3 separate regions of the Mus musculus genome follow, and all the other regions are linked to region 2. A link is a contact called in public Hi-C and HiCAR-type data. All regions are on one chromosome and are shown on one strand. The core of a region is the stretch at or near the end of the contact, and the rest is flanking DNA. Distances in the headings are between cores, read along the strand shown.

Evidence for each region. Hi-C and Micro-C count contacts between places; a contact is called where the count stands out from the background. HiCAR-type assays count read pairs that join an accessible place to other places.
Region 1: a Hi-C map of Sertoli cells shows a contact between it and region 2, with 5 times the contacts expected there. The contact joins two enhancer-like sites. A contact is called at or near these places in 10 of 484 Hi-C or Micro-C datasets (the HL-1 cell line, Sertoli cells, embryonic stem cells and 6 more).
Region 3: a contact with region 2 is called in a HiCAR-type map of fibro-adipogenic progenitors, with 4 times the contacts expected there. The contact joins two enhancer-like sites. A contact is called at or near these places in 1 of 484 Hi-C or Micro-C datasets (bone marrow-derived macrophages) and 1 of 115 datasets of contacts at active chromatin or transcription factors (fibro-adipogenic progenitors).

Annotation. Positions count from the first base shown.
Region 1 is chr8:128,483,192-128,486,916 of GRCm38.p6, forward strand. All of the region lies in intron 11 of Nrp1 (neuropilin 1), which reads left to right. The region is part of intron 1 of Gm32643 (a long non-coding RNA gene); the gene reads right to left. Among named protein-coding and RNA genes, the nearest start is that of Gm32643, 7.9 kb to the right of the region's middle. Within about 2 kb of position 1,645, at least 27 of the 459 cell types and tissues checked have an H3K27ac peak or open chromatin away from gene starts, as enhancers often do. A contact at or near this core is called in Sertoli cells, where this site is marked.
Region 2 is chr8:128,217,005-128,221,015 of GRCm38.p6, forward strand. The region is part of intron 1 of A930035F09Rik (a long non-coding RNA gene); the gene reads right to left. Among named protein-coding and RNA genes, the nearest start is that of Mir21c, 59 kb to the right of the region's middle. Within about 2 kb of position 2,762, at least 50 of the 459 cell types and tissues checked have an H3K27ac peak or open chromatin away from gene starts, as enhancers often do. A contact at or near this core is called in Sertoli cells and fibro-adipogenic progenitors, where this site is marked.
Region 3 is chr8:127,807,343-127,811,490 of GRCm38.p6, forward strand. No RefSeq gene overlaps it. Among named protein-coding and RNA genes, the nearest start is that of Gm32590, 3.7 kb to the left of the region's middle. Within about 2 kb of position 2,204, at least 16 of the 459 cell types and tissues checked have an H3K27ac peak or open chromatin away from gene starts, as enhancers often do. A contact at or near this core is called in fibro-adipogenic progenitors, where this site is marked.

The DNA.
Region 1 (3,725 bases), core at 395-2,894, 270 kb after region 2:
ATATAGAAAGAGTTCTATCCTCAAGCCAGACCTCATACAATCGTCCCAAAGTTGCCTGTAAGCCAGCCACCCCAAGCCTCAGGGTTCTGTGGGCCCAACACAGCCTCAGTGAAGTCCCTCATAAAAAGGGGGCATTTCAGAATCACAGTACACCCTTTTCAGTTGCCCTATGTGGAAGGCTCTTATCCTTATGAGCTCTAGAGTGGTCAGTTAATATTGATTAGAAACAAAGGCTCAGATTTGCTCCTCATATCCGAACAAATGGTCTTCTCATTTTTACGTTAGTTCATGACTGAGCCAACTGAAACTAGAGCCTTTGAATGAATAGGGCAAGCCTGTTAGCCTGGAGCAAAGTGCGTATGAGGCAAGCTGTGGACCCTAGAAAATGTGTCATTCAGAGTGGAAACAGTGACAGCCCTTGAGAGGACAAGGTTTTGTTTTACCTACAGTGCTGAAAAGGTTTCTTCAGTAGAGAAAAAAAAAAATCCTTCTTAATTTTTTTTTTAAGTTGCCATGGCAAGAAAGAAAATAGTTATTTTCTTAGGCTAGTATATCTCAACAATTCTAAAAATCTGTGCCCATAGTTAGAATCTCAGAGGCTGATCATGAACAGACCACAGCCCACCAAGAACACATAATCAATCTTATTCATTCTCATACTTCATTTTCATTGGTTATATTAAAGTCAAAACTAAAATGTGTGTGTATGTGTGTGTGTGTGTGTGAGAGAGAGAGAGAGAGAGAGAGAGGGAGAGGGAGAGGGAGAGGAAGAGGGAGAGGGAGAGGGAGAGGGAGAGGGAGAGGGAGAGGGAGAGGGAGAGGGAGAGGGAGAGGGAGAGTTTTCTAGGAAACTGTGATCACATAAAATCATTTTTGAAGAATTCAGTTAACCCAACCTTTCATCTGTTAAACACTCACTCTGTGAGCCTACCTGCCGCAGACAACTTTCGACAAACAAAACCCATGCCTCCTGAACTTACACCTGACTTAATTAACTCTCTATATGTAAAACACACACACACACACACACACACACACACACACATCCTGAGCTCACCTATCCTAAGCACTTCTAAACCCCTAGAGCAATGGTTCCCACCCTGTGAGTCCCCACCCCTTTGACAAAACTCTACTCCAAAAGTATTTACATTCTGACTCATAACAGTTATGAAGTAGCAATGGAAATAATTTTATGGTTGGGGTCACCATAACATGAGGAACTATATTAAAATGTTGCAGCATTAACAGGGGTAAGAACCACTGGTCTAGTCAGCATAGACTCACATTACCCTTTTGGCTAAATGTGACAGACCTTATGGCCAGACCTACCAACTTTGGCCAGACTTTGGGTATCCAATGTAATAAAAGCCAGTAGGAGTTTTCTCACTTGAACCCCAAGAGTAGGGCATGTGGGGAAAAAAATTGATTCTCTCTTGAGCAAGTACTTATCCAATCAGGACATTCAGAGTCTGTTCAAATTCTCCTGGGATGACATGTCTGGATATAGTGGGGAACAAATACTCCAGACAATGCTATTACTCACAAATAATTCTGACATTCAACTGAACTATGCCCCTTGCTAGGAACTGGAGACCTTGTATCTCTATGTTTTCTGGCCAAAGTTAAGTTGCTTAACCCCTGAAGTTGCTCAACTGCAAACCCTTTTGAAAGGCAGTGAGTGGGAGGTGAAATTTCACCTTGAGCCACAAGGACCCAACAGTGGAATTCAGCTTACAGCCTGTAGCAAAAACTGATCATGCGTATCAGATATGAAAGTGACTGTTCACCTTGAATCTCTCTCCTCTCAGACTACTGGGGACTGTATGCTAATGTTTTCTGGCCTCCATCCAATCCTGCCATCAGAAACTCCTGAACTCTCAGTGTGCATAATCCCTCCTTTCCAGTGCCTGCCTACTTTACTGAGGCCATGTGCATATGACCCTCCTTTAGTATTTGCACTCTGGGAGTGGGACATGGTAGTTCAAAGAGTCAGCTCAGAAACCTCAAGCTGTTCCAAGAGCAAAATATTGCAGCTCTGTAATGCATCACAACACATTTAATGTGAATTCTGGTCTGTGGAGCTGTAAGAAAGGACAGGCCTGTGCAGAGATCATCACAGATCTGCATGAAGTGAGGCAGAACACCCTGCAGTCTCTCCATGCCTCTACCCTAAGTAGGACAGGGTTTATACTCTGGAATGAAGATCAATTCATTGGGGTGAGGAAGATGGCTTAACAGACAATGCACTTACTACACAATCATGAGAAGCTGAGCTTGGATACATGTAAAAAGTCAGATGTACCAGTGTGCACCTATAATCCCAATTCAAGAGAGGCAGAGACAGGATCTCCTGTAGCAGTTGGCCAGTTAGTTTAGCCAAATCAGTAAACTCTAGGATTATTAAGAGGCTCTATCTCAGAAATAAAATAGAGAGGTCTGGAAAGGACTCAATGGTTAAGAGTTTGTATAAAATTTGAGTTTGGGTCCCAGCATCCATGTCAGCTGCCCATAACTCCAGTTCTATGGGATCCAATGCCCTCTGGCTTACACACACACACACACACACACACACACACACACACACAGAAAGAGAGAGAGAGAGAGAGAGAGAGAGAGAGAGAGAGAGATGGGAGGAGAGAGAGAGAGAGACACCAGTTCATTTAAAATATACATAATTTAAGGTAATGTGGAGATCAATTGAAAAAGACACTGCAAAAGATGCTGACCCCTGGTTTCCACACCATATCTATCTATCTATCTATCTATCTATCTATCTATCTATCTATCTATCTATCTATCTATCTATCTATCTATGCACAGTAACACAGAAGACCCATTACCTGCACCAGAATCTGTGCAGATACACTAGAGAAGAATGGTTCCCTTAAGCCCCTAAATAAAAAGCAGCACAGCATTGTTTCCCACACCCAGTGAGTCAAAGACTCATCTGAGAAGCTCTGGAAAATAATTTATTTCAAGGCCTTTTCTCCCAGAGATTCTGTTCCCACTGAGGTCCCCGAGGGGATAAGTAGGAAATTAAAATGACTAATCAAGGTTATTCTTGTGGCAAGTTTGAGAACACTGTTTAGGGACCTGGCAGGACTTAGTAGAGCCCTTGCTTCCCAAGAATGAGTTATAGTGCCATGTGTTTATAATCCCAACACTGGGGGTGCAGAGATAGGAGGGTCCCTCGGGCTTGATGGCTAGCCAGCCTAGCCTAACCAGCAAACTCCAGGTCTTAGATACAGACCCCATCTCTAAGGAAATGACTCAAGATAATATTGACATCTGAGATTAACCTGTTGCTTCTGTATATTGTATCACACACATTCATGGACACACTGACACACGTGTATAGATATGAATGTATCCTCATATGCAAGAACCACACACACACAGAGTGAGAGAACACTACTTAGAACAGCCTAGACTGATGGTGAGTGGGGAAGGCAGAACAACCACGCAGAAGAAAGTTAAAGTCTGTAAAAGACTACAACCCATCCCCTGACAGAGATTCCCAAGGAAGTCCCAGGCTGAATCAAAGCTGAAAGAATTCACATAATTACCGTTCAATCCTCAAGTCCCTTGGGATTGGGACAAAGTGTTTATCCCCTTTGCCTTCAGATACCTTCCACCACTTCTCCAAAACATTCTGAGCAGAATATTTGTTCTTGGAAAAAAATAAACAGCTATGCCATAGGAAAGAATGAAGCAGGAAGAACCAT
Region 2 (4,011 bases), core at 1,512-4,011:
AATGACTGTGCACTGCTAAACTTCCCCTGCCACCCCAGACATAATTGAATAGAGTAGCCATTGGCCACTCAAACCAAAAATGTAGATGGCTTTATCTCCTGCAGCTACTACCTCCTTCTTCTTCCCCAGCTCCCTCAATTCTGCCAACTCTAAGGGTCCCGCCCTGTTCTTAGTCACTGGTCTCTTCTTCCTTTACTGATGGATCAAGAACCAATTGGTGAACAGGACCTTAGCATCAGCATCAACTCCTACAACACCCATTTTATGTCTCAACTGTAACTTAAATGAGTGGCTTTCTTTCATTCTTCAGCATGTGTGCCACCATGTGCGAGGTGACAATTGTCAGTGCTTGAAGAGTAAATGTGGTTAGTGATCTGTGACAGTTAATGAAGCATGAGAAAGTCTAGACTAGAGTTCTGGTCATCTGTCCCTTTTGTGCCCTTGGGATTTGTTTATTAATTTAAAAAGACTTGTCCCTAAGTGGCACATGAGTTGTAGGTAGGTTTAACTTATGGTCCTTTAAATGTTCATGGCATTTGTGACTTTCAATGTTTGTGGAAGCTAAAAATCTGGGTATCTTAAGACATGAGAAAGCACAACGGATTTATGAAGATACGGGATTCTAATATTTGTTTAAGGGGAAATGAGGGCTAGAGAAGTAGCTGAGTAGATTCTTGTCCAGCATGCATAAAGCCCCTACTAAAGCTTAGTGATGAATATCTGTGTGGGAAGGCAGAGGTCAGAGGATCTGGAGTTCAAGATCATCCTCAGCCATACAGTGAGTTTGAGGCTAGTTGGGGTGAAGGAGAAAGGAGAGGAAAGGACACCAGGCTTAGCTCTTCACTGTCTTGTCTGAAGCACACAAAACAACTCGCTATGGGGACTGGGGCACTTACTATCCTTCCAGCCAGCACTCACCAAAACTGTGGCTATTTTGACTTAGTCAAATAAAGCAGCCAGAGGGTAATTCTGTATCTAAATCAACTGGGACCATTTGACATCAGCAGAGGTGAAGCCCCCCAATGCACAGCCTTCCCAGGAGTCTTCCATAGGGCAGTGAGTATAGAGACGTGCAGATCCCTCTGACTGAGGAACACACACCCTCAGGATTCCCATCAGGGGTGATCTAATCCCAGTCTCTTTATTTTATAGATGCAGACATCAAGTCCCAGGAAATTAAACTCATTTGCCAAGGACTGTTTAGTTGCAAAGATGTCTTTATCTTTATCTGAAATTAATCTTTCTGTTTATATTTGCTTTCATAGAGAGACAATAAAATTCACATAATAATGATATCATTTTGTCTGTTTTCCAAGCAAGCTTATGTAAAGAAAAAAAATCACAACTAACTTTTGGGAATTAAAAACATTAATAATAATGAAACTATTTTCCTATAAAACTGGGAGTATAGTTATTTCCAAAGTCCTATTAGGAAAATTATTAGTGCTTCTTTCTCTCACTAGAATTCCCCAAACAAATTTCTTTGATATTTTACTCATTATTTTTATAATTAGGCATAAAGTGATTCAGACTTTATCCATAATTTAGCAGATCCTTGTGGTTATTTCCAAATAAGATTAGTATTTCTGCACATTACAGATAAGCAGTCAGCCACATGTGATATAACATCCTTTTTCAAATAATTAGGTTTACAATGTGACATGAGCAATTCCTCACTATTAGAAGATGATAAAATTAATAAGAAACAGAAAATTCTGCTGTCAGTGAATTGAAGCTAAAGGAGGGTACATGTAACATCGTGGTGTCCCCATCAGGAGGCAGACATCCCTCTAACACATAATTTTAACCTGTTAGTTGAGAGTGGCCAGTGCCTAATACTTCCTTTTGAAAAAAAATTTAAAAAGCCCACATTGTCAGACTCTGAGTCTAAGATGTTATCTTTTTATGAGTGTTCTATGAGCATGTGTCACCTTTTCAGTGAGGCACACAGAGGCAAAGGACTACCTTCTCACCCTGTCAGGAACTTCAGACAGTGACTGGAGGTTCTAACTATTCCCCGGGAAGTTGTATTGTTACTGGCTACATGGGGAATAACTACATACTAAGATAAAGGAGAATTCTTTAAGTTCCAAACACTTGACCTTAACGTTCTGTTGATTAAGAACCACTATTGGATCTCCAAGAGCACTCAAGTGGGTATTTGTTCAGAGAAATTTAAAAGCAAAGGTGCCAGGAAAGAGGAATCTAAAAACAGAATTGGAACTCTGAGATGCCAGAAGAGAGTAAACCTTGTAATTCAGTATGGTAGGCCAGTGCTTCCAGACTTATTGCATCCAGAGTCAAGGTCATCTTTCTGAAGAGCATCAGAGGGGAGGTGTGGGTTAAAATGGTGCATTTGCCCTATTTGGGCTGTTACCAAATTTCCAATGAATGGAAACCCAACCTAGGACTTCTACTTCCTGACTTACAGAGACACTGGACTATTGGACATATTGAACATTTGTGGTAAATGCTTGTTAATGGAATAGTCCTTACCCTGGAGTCTCTATGTCTAAGCTTCCCTCTTCCTTCTTTGGGCTTTCTAATCTGTATTCTTCAGACTTAGCATTCATCTGATGTACTTCCAGACCATTCTGCTATTTCAGATACTACCTTAGCAAAATTTCTAAGTGCTAAAGACTCTTAAAAAATACACTTAGAAGGGAGATTAGGTAAGAATCCTAAGTATGCTGCCAGCCCTGGGACACTTGCCTAGTGACCTAATTTCATGGGAATTTGCCAGGCCTACTCTGTGGAAGAATTCCAGGCCTATCCCTTCAGCCCCATGGCTTATTCAGCTGACAGTGCACACATCCAGGCTGTTCACATTGTTCTGACCTTCAGAGATTGTCTTTAATAGTGCTCTAGTTACTGCATAAATCCTAGTAAATGAAGAGACAGTCATGTTCATGGCTTATAAAATTCATACAACTACAAGCTCTTATGTCAAATGGTAAGAGTGTGTGTGTGCGTGTGTGTGCATGAATGTGTGCATGTACGTTTGCATGTACGTTTGTTTGCATACATGTGGTAGCCGGAGACCATCCCTGGGTATGATTCCTTTAGTGCTGCCAATCTCGGTCTGGAACACTACAAGTCGTCTAGGCTTCCTGGCAATCAGGCCACCGGGATCTACCTGTCTCTTCTTCTTAGCACCAAGGTTTCAAGCATATGTGACCAACATTTCAACATGGGTTCTGAAGATCATATTCAAGTCCTATGCTTGTAAGACAAACTCTTTACTGACAGCCGTCTTCCCAGCCCTCAGAATGATATGTCTTAGACTGAATTGAGACATGCACCCTTTTCTCATTATTCTAGACTTCTGTCACAAGCATGCTGAATACTTTCAGGAGCTTCTGTGAATGAATTATCTGTTATCAAGATTGTTCTATGAAAGACAAATTTCTTGTTGCCCACATGCTTCTTTGTGTAATTCTTTTTTCTCTCCTAGCTCTTTCTGAAGCCAGATCTGAAGTTATTTTAGACATCACTGCCAATTGGACATGGTTTTATATTGATCCAACATTCTCTTCAGAAAACTACCACAAAAGCATTGTGTGTTGGTCATTCAGAACTGCACTTTTAATTCTCTTCTATACACAGGCTTATGACCTTTCCAGAACAGTCGTACCTGGCTCTCTTCTCCCATCTGGAAATGTTACAATGGCCTCTGGTCATGTCCACCATATGTTTTTAGATAAGGTATCTCACTTAAGTTCATTAACTTAAGACTTTATAACCCTATACAGCCTGCTCGGGGCACTAATGAAAAGAAAGAAAACCTATGTTATTATCCCACTTTTTTTTTTCTTGATGTTGTTGGTTTTGGTTTTTGGTTTTTGATTTTTGCCAGGGCTGGGAGAACTGGAAGGATGCTCAGTTGGTAAAGTGCATGGTATGCCAGCATAATTACCTAATTTGAATCCCTAGCACCCACTAGAAGCTGGGCATAGTGGTGTGCACCTATAACACCTATAACCATACTGGTGGGGTGGGGCAGAGATAGGT
Region 3 (4,148 bases), core at 954-3,453, 410 kb before region 2:
ATACTCAGGAGAGACTATCCACAGTGTACAAGGCTATCCTTTGAGCAAAAGTGCTCTATCTTCATGAGATCAGCTGTGCTTACTTGTGGGAATCCATCACTCAGGTCTGTGGCCTGTTCACATGCACTCACAGAGCATGTGATCCTCCCATCCATTTGTATCCAATTCTGCCCTAACTGCTCATGGACTTAGGTGTCAGGAAGGGGTAAGAGGAAATGGGTGGGGACAGATAACTGAAGGGGGCTATAGCTACAGAGTCATGGGGAAGCATCCTTCTGGTGTGGCTGCTTTAGAATCACCCGTGCTTCTGCACATAACCGAGCCTTCACCCGTGGCTCTCTAAGTAAGTCCAATGGACTCACTGGTTCCCCTGGAGAATTTTGGTAGAGTCATACATTGGTTTGTCATTGGGAGCTTATGAGGAGTGGGTAGGCATTGTTTGTCTCTGCAGGGAGAAACTTCTCACAATAATCAGCCCCTGGCTCAGGGGATTTTTCTAAACTATTACATTTCCCCTCTTCCTAAAAAATTATTTTTTAGTGGTTTCCTTAAGGTAAGCTACTGGCCTTTGTTAAGGCATATGTAGAGTTCAGTTTCTTTGTGTGTGTGTTCACATGTATGTAGATGCACATGAATATGTGTGGGTATGCATGTGTGTATGCATATGTGCATGTATATGTACACCAGCATATTGAGGCCAGAGGACAATCTCAAATGTTGTTCCTCAGGAGCCATCTATCCATCTTTCACTGTCTTGGAGATTTCCAAGTGGCTGGGCTGACTGTCCAGTAGACCCAGAGAGCTACCTATCTCTACCTCCCCAGTGCTGGAATATACACACACACATTTTATATATATACATAAAATATATATATTATATATATGGTGTTATGAATACACTTGGCTCACAAGAAGTGGCTCACAAGAAGGGGGTGTGGCCTTGTTGGAATGGATGTGGCCTTGTTGGAGGAAGGGTGTCATTGTGGGGGTGGACATTGATGTCCTATGCTCATGCTCTGCCTGGGGAAGAAGAGAGACACTCCTCCTGGCTGCCTTTAGATCAAGATGTAGAACTCTTGGCTTCTCCAGCACCATGTCTGCCTGCATGACGCCCATGCTTCCCACCATGATGATAATGGACTGAACCTCTGAAACTGTAAGCCAGCTTCAATGGAATGTTTGGTTTTATAAGAGTTGCCTTGGTCATGGTATCTCTTCACAGTAATGAAACCCTAACTACGTATATATAATATAATACTATTGCACCTATGTAGACACTACAAGACAACTCGTAGTTAATTACTTCCTTCTATCATGTGGGCTTCCTGGGAAATTGAATTCAGGTTGTCAGGCTTGGCAGCAGGTACATTTATTCACTAATCCATCTGACTGACAGAGTCAGTCTCTCTCTCTCTCTCTCTCTCAATCTCTCTCTCTCTCTCTCTCGATTCTGAGAGTTGAACCCAGGTCCTGGGGCTTGAAGAGCCAGCACTTTCCTGACTTAGCTATTGTTTCATCCCCAATCCAGTCTTTTTAAAATCCATCTCTATCATGTATTGAGCGTACCCTGTATTTTCACTCTGCCCTCAGAACCAGGACTGCACATGCTTCTCTTGAATAATTCTTTCTTACTAGTTTCAAAAGGAGTCTTTCGTATCCTAGGTCAGCTGCTGAAAACTCAGGTTTCAGAGCACAGGCAGCCTCTAGAGAAACAGACAGCAATTATTCCCCCCCCCCACACACACACTCCCCATTTTCTTGGCTTTCTTTAAAATATAACATCTAATTTCATAAGTCATATTAAATCATTTTAGGAGTAAGACGTGACATAAATGATATCTAAAGTGTGAATTACAGAAAACGTTTAATCCTACAAAATATTCTAGGCAAAGCCCTGGACTTTCTCCTCCTTGGTTCCCAAGGGCAGAGGAGGCCCTGAATCACAGCAGTCATTCATTACGGGAATCTATGGCAGAAAAACAATGTTTGGGAAGCTTCTAGACCTGTGGGGGCCAGATTTGTTCCCGGATCATATTGTCTTTTGGCATTGTCTGTGTGACCAGCTTCCAGGGAGTTATTTAAAGAAAGTTCTCAAGCACAACGATGAACCAGGAAAGAAGCGATTTGGCAACTTTGGAACTCAGGAATTCTAAACAAAAATGAGAATAGAACACTGAGTTCTTAAGTCTTCTCATGCAACATTTTTGATACACTAAAAAAGTCGTCTTTTCCCATCCACTTGGATAGGCACACACAGGGGACCATCCTGCCATGCACAGATGTACACTAATTCTCCCCTCTCAGGAAAATTTGGTCAGAACTTTGCATACACAATTTCTCCTGGAAAATATATACATTAATCCCAGGGTTGCAGACATCTGTAAGTAGTTGAAAATCAAACAGTTCATGCCACTTGCTCTGCTGAAGTGACACCCCATTTAAATGTTTCCTAAATGTTTTCCAGATTCCCAAATCCCCTTTGATGTTTTATATTTAATGAACAAGTGCTGAAATGATTTTGCTGCAGAAAGGAGGCCTTTCAACAAATAGGTGAAGTGTCTCTGCTGCTCAGATCTCCCAGACAGGATTTTGAGGTGGCTGAACAGAGTCTACCTGCCTGAGGCTCACATGCATTTCACCTTGGAGCCCCTTGAGAGATCCCAGTACCCTATCACCAGTGTGTTGTGTGAGCCCAGTCCCTTCCAGGACTGGTTCCATTAAAAAGTGCTCAGAATTCTCCAAGGACTTTTAATTGGCCTATCAACAAAGACTTTCGTGTGAAGAAGGGGATAGAGGTCCTGGTATAATATGCAAGAATGTCTCTGGTTCATCTCAAAAGTGTTTTTATTTATGTATTTATTTGTTTGTATATGTGTGTGAGTATTTAACTTTGTGTTTATGTGTGTACTTATTTAAGTGTGTAAGAGTATTTAAGTGTATGTGTGTGTGTGTGTGTGTGTGTGTGTGTGTGTGTGTGTGTGTAGTATTTATTTAAGTGTGTGCGTGTATGTGTGCTAGTGTATGTATGTTCAGTCCGTGGAGGCCAAAGCTCAGTTTCAGGTGTCATTCTTCAGGAGCCACCCACTTTGTACTTTTTAGACAGGGTCTCTCACTGGGACTCAGAGCTCATGATGACATAGCTCAGGCTATGATGACAGACCAATAATCCCCAGGGATCCTCTTGTCTCTGACTCCCTGGTGCTGGCTTACAAACTTATACCATTACGTAGGTTCTAGGGACCGAATTCAGGGACTTTCCCAATTGAATTATCTCTTTAACCTTCATTGGAACCTTTATACCCGAGAGCATAACAGCTTATAATAACAAAACAAAACTTTCTCTTAATTTAGAGAGCTATTTCCCTAATGTTTCTCAGTGGGACCCTGGACAGAGATGGTTCTAGAGTAATTCACCCAACATAACAACAAGCCTTCTCTGTCGATCTTGGAAGGAGGGGCCTTGCTAGGCAGAAAAGATACCCCATACCTTCAAGGAGGTGCAAGCCAGCAAGTGTGTCTTTACAAATCTAGCCCTCTCCAGCACCCAGGGAACTGCCTGTGGTTTTGTAGTCCTGAATGCACTTAGACCTGCAGAGCTAGGCCCTGGAGCAGTGGCATGCTTCACACATGACCGGTGACTCTCATAGACTAACCATGACAGAAACCTCTTGCTGCTTGTGGGCTCTTCAGGCTTTGGCAATTGGCTTCTGTGGGATGTCTTACTCTTGACTGTCTTCTACATGAAGCCTTCTCTCATAAATGTCCTTGGAGATGCCATTCAGCTGTTTCCTTCTAACTGTATAAGGCCTCCAAGTACCTATGATACAAGGTGGCATTCATTGTTCTTCCTGATATTGGGACTGTTTTTGCCTTCTTTTCTTCATAGTGAGAGAGGAGACGGACAATTTATCTTTTCCTGAAATGAAGTTTTCCTCAGCTCTTTATACATTCCAGATACTAACCCTCTGTAAGATGTGTACATCGTTAAGATTTTCGCCCATCATATCAGTGGTCATAATGTGAGCTAAGGGTGTGTCCTCCATCTGCTCTTGGCTCAGGCCGATTGTGGAGGTGGGACACAGGAGCTTTGACTGCACATTCCCCACACTGGGCTGGAGTCGGGCTGTAGGAAGCCTTCGGATCCCACA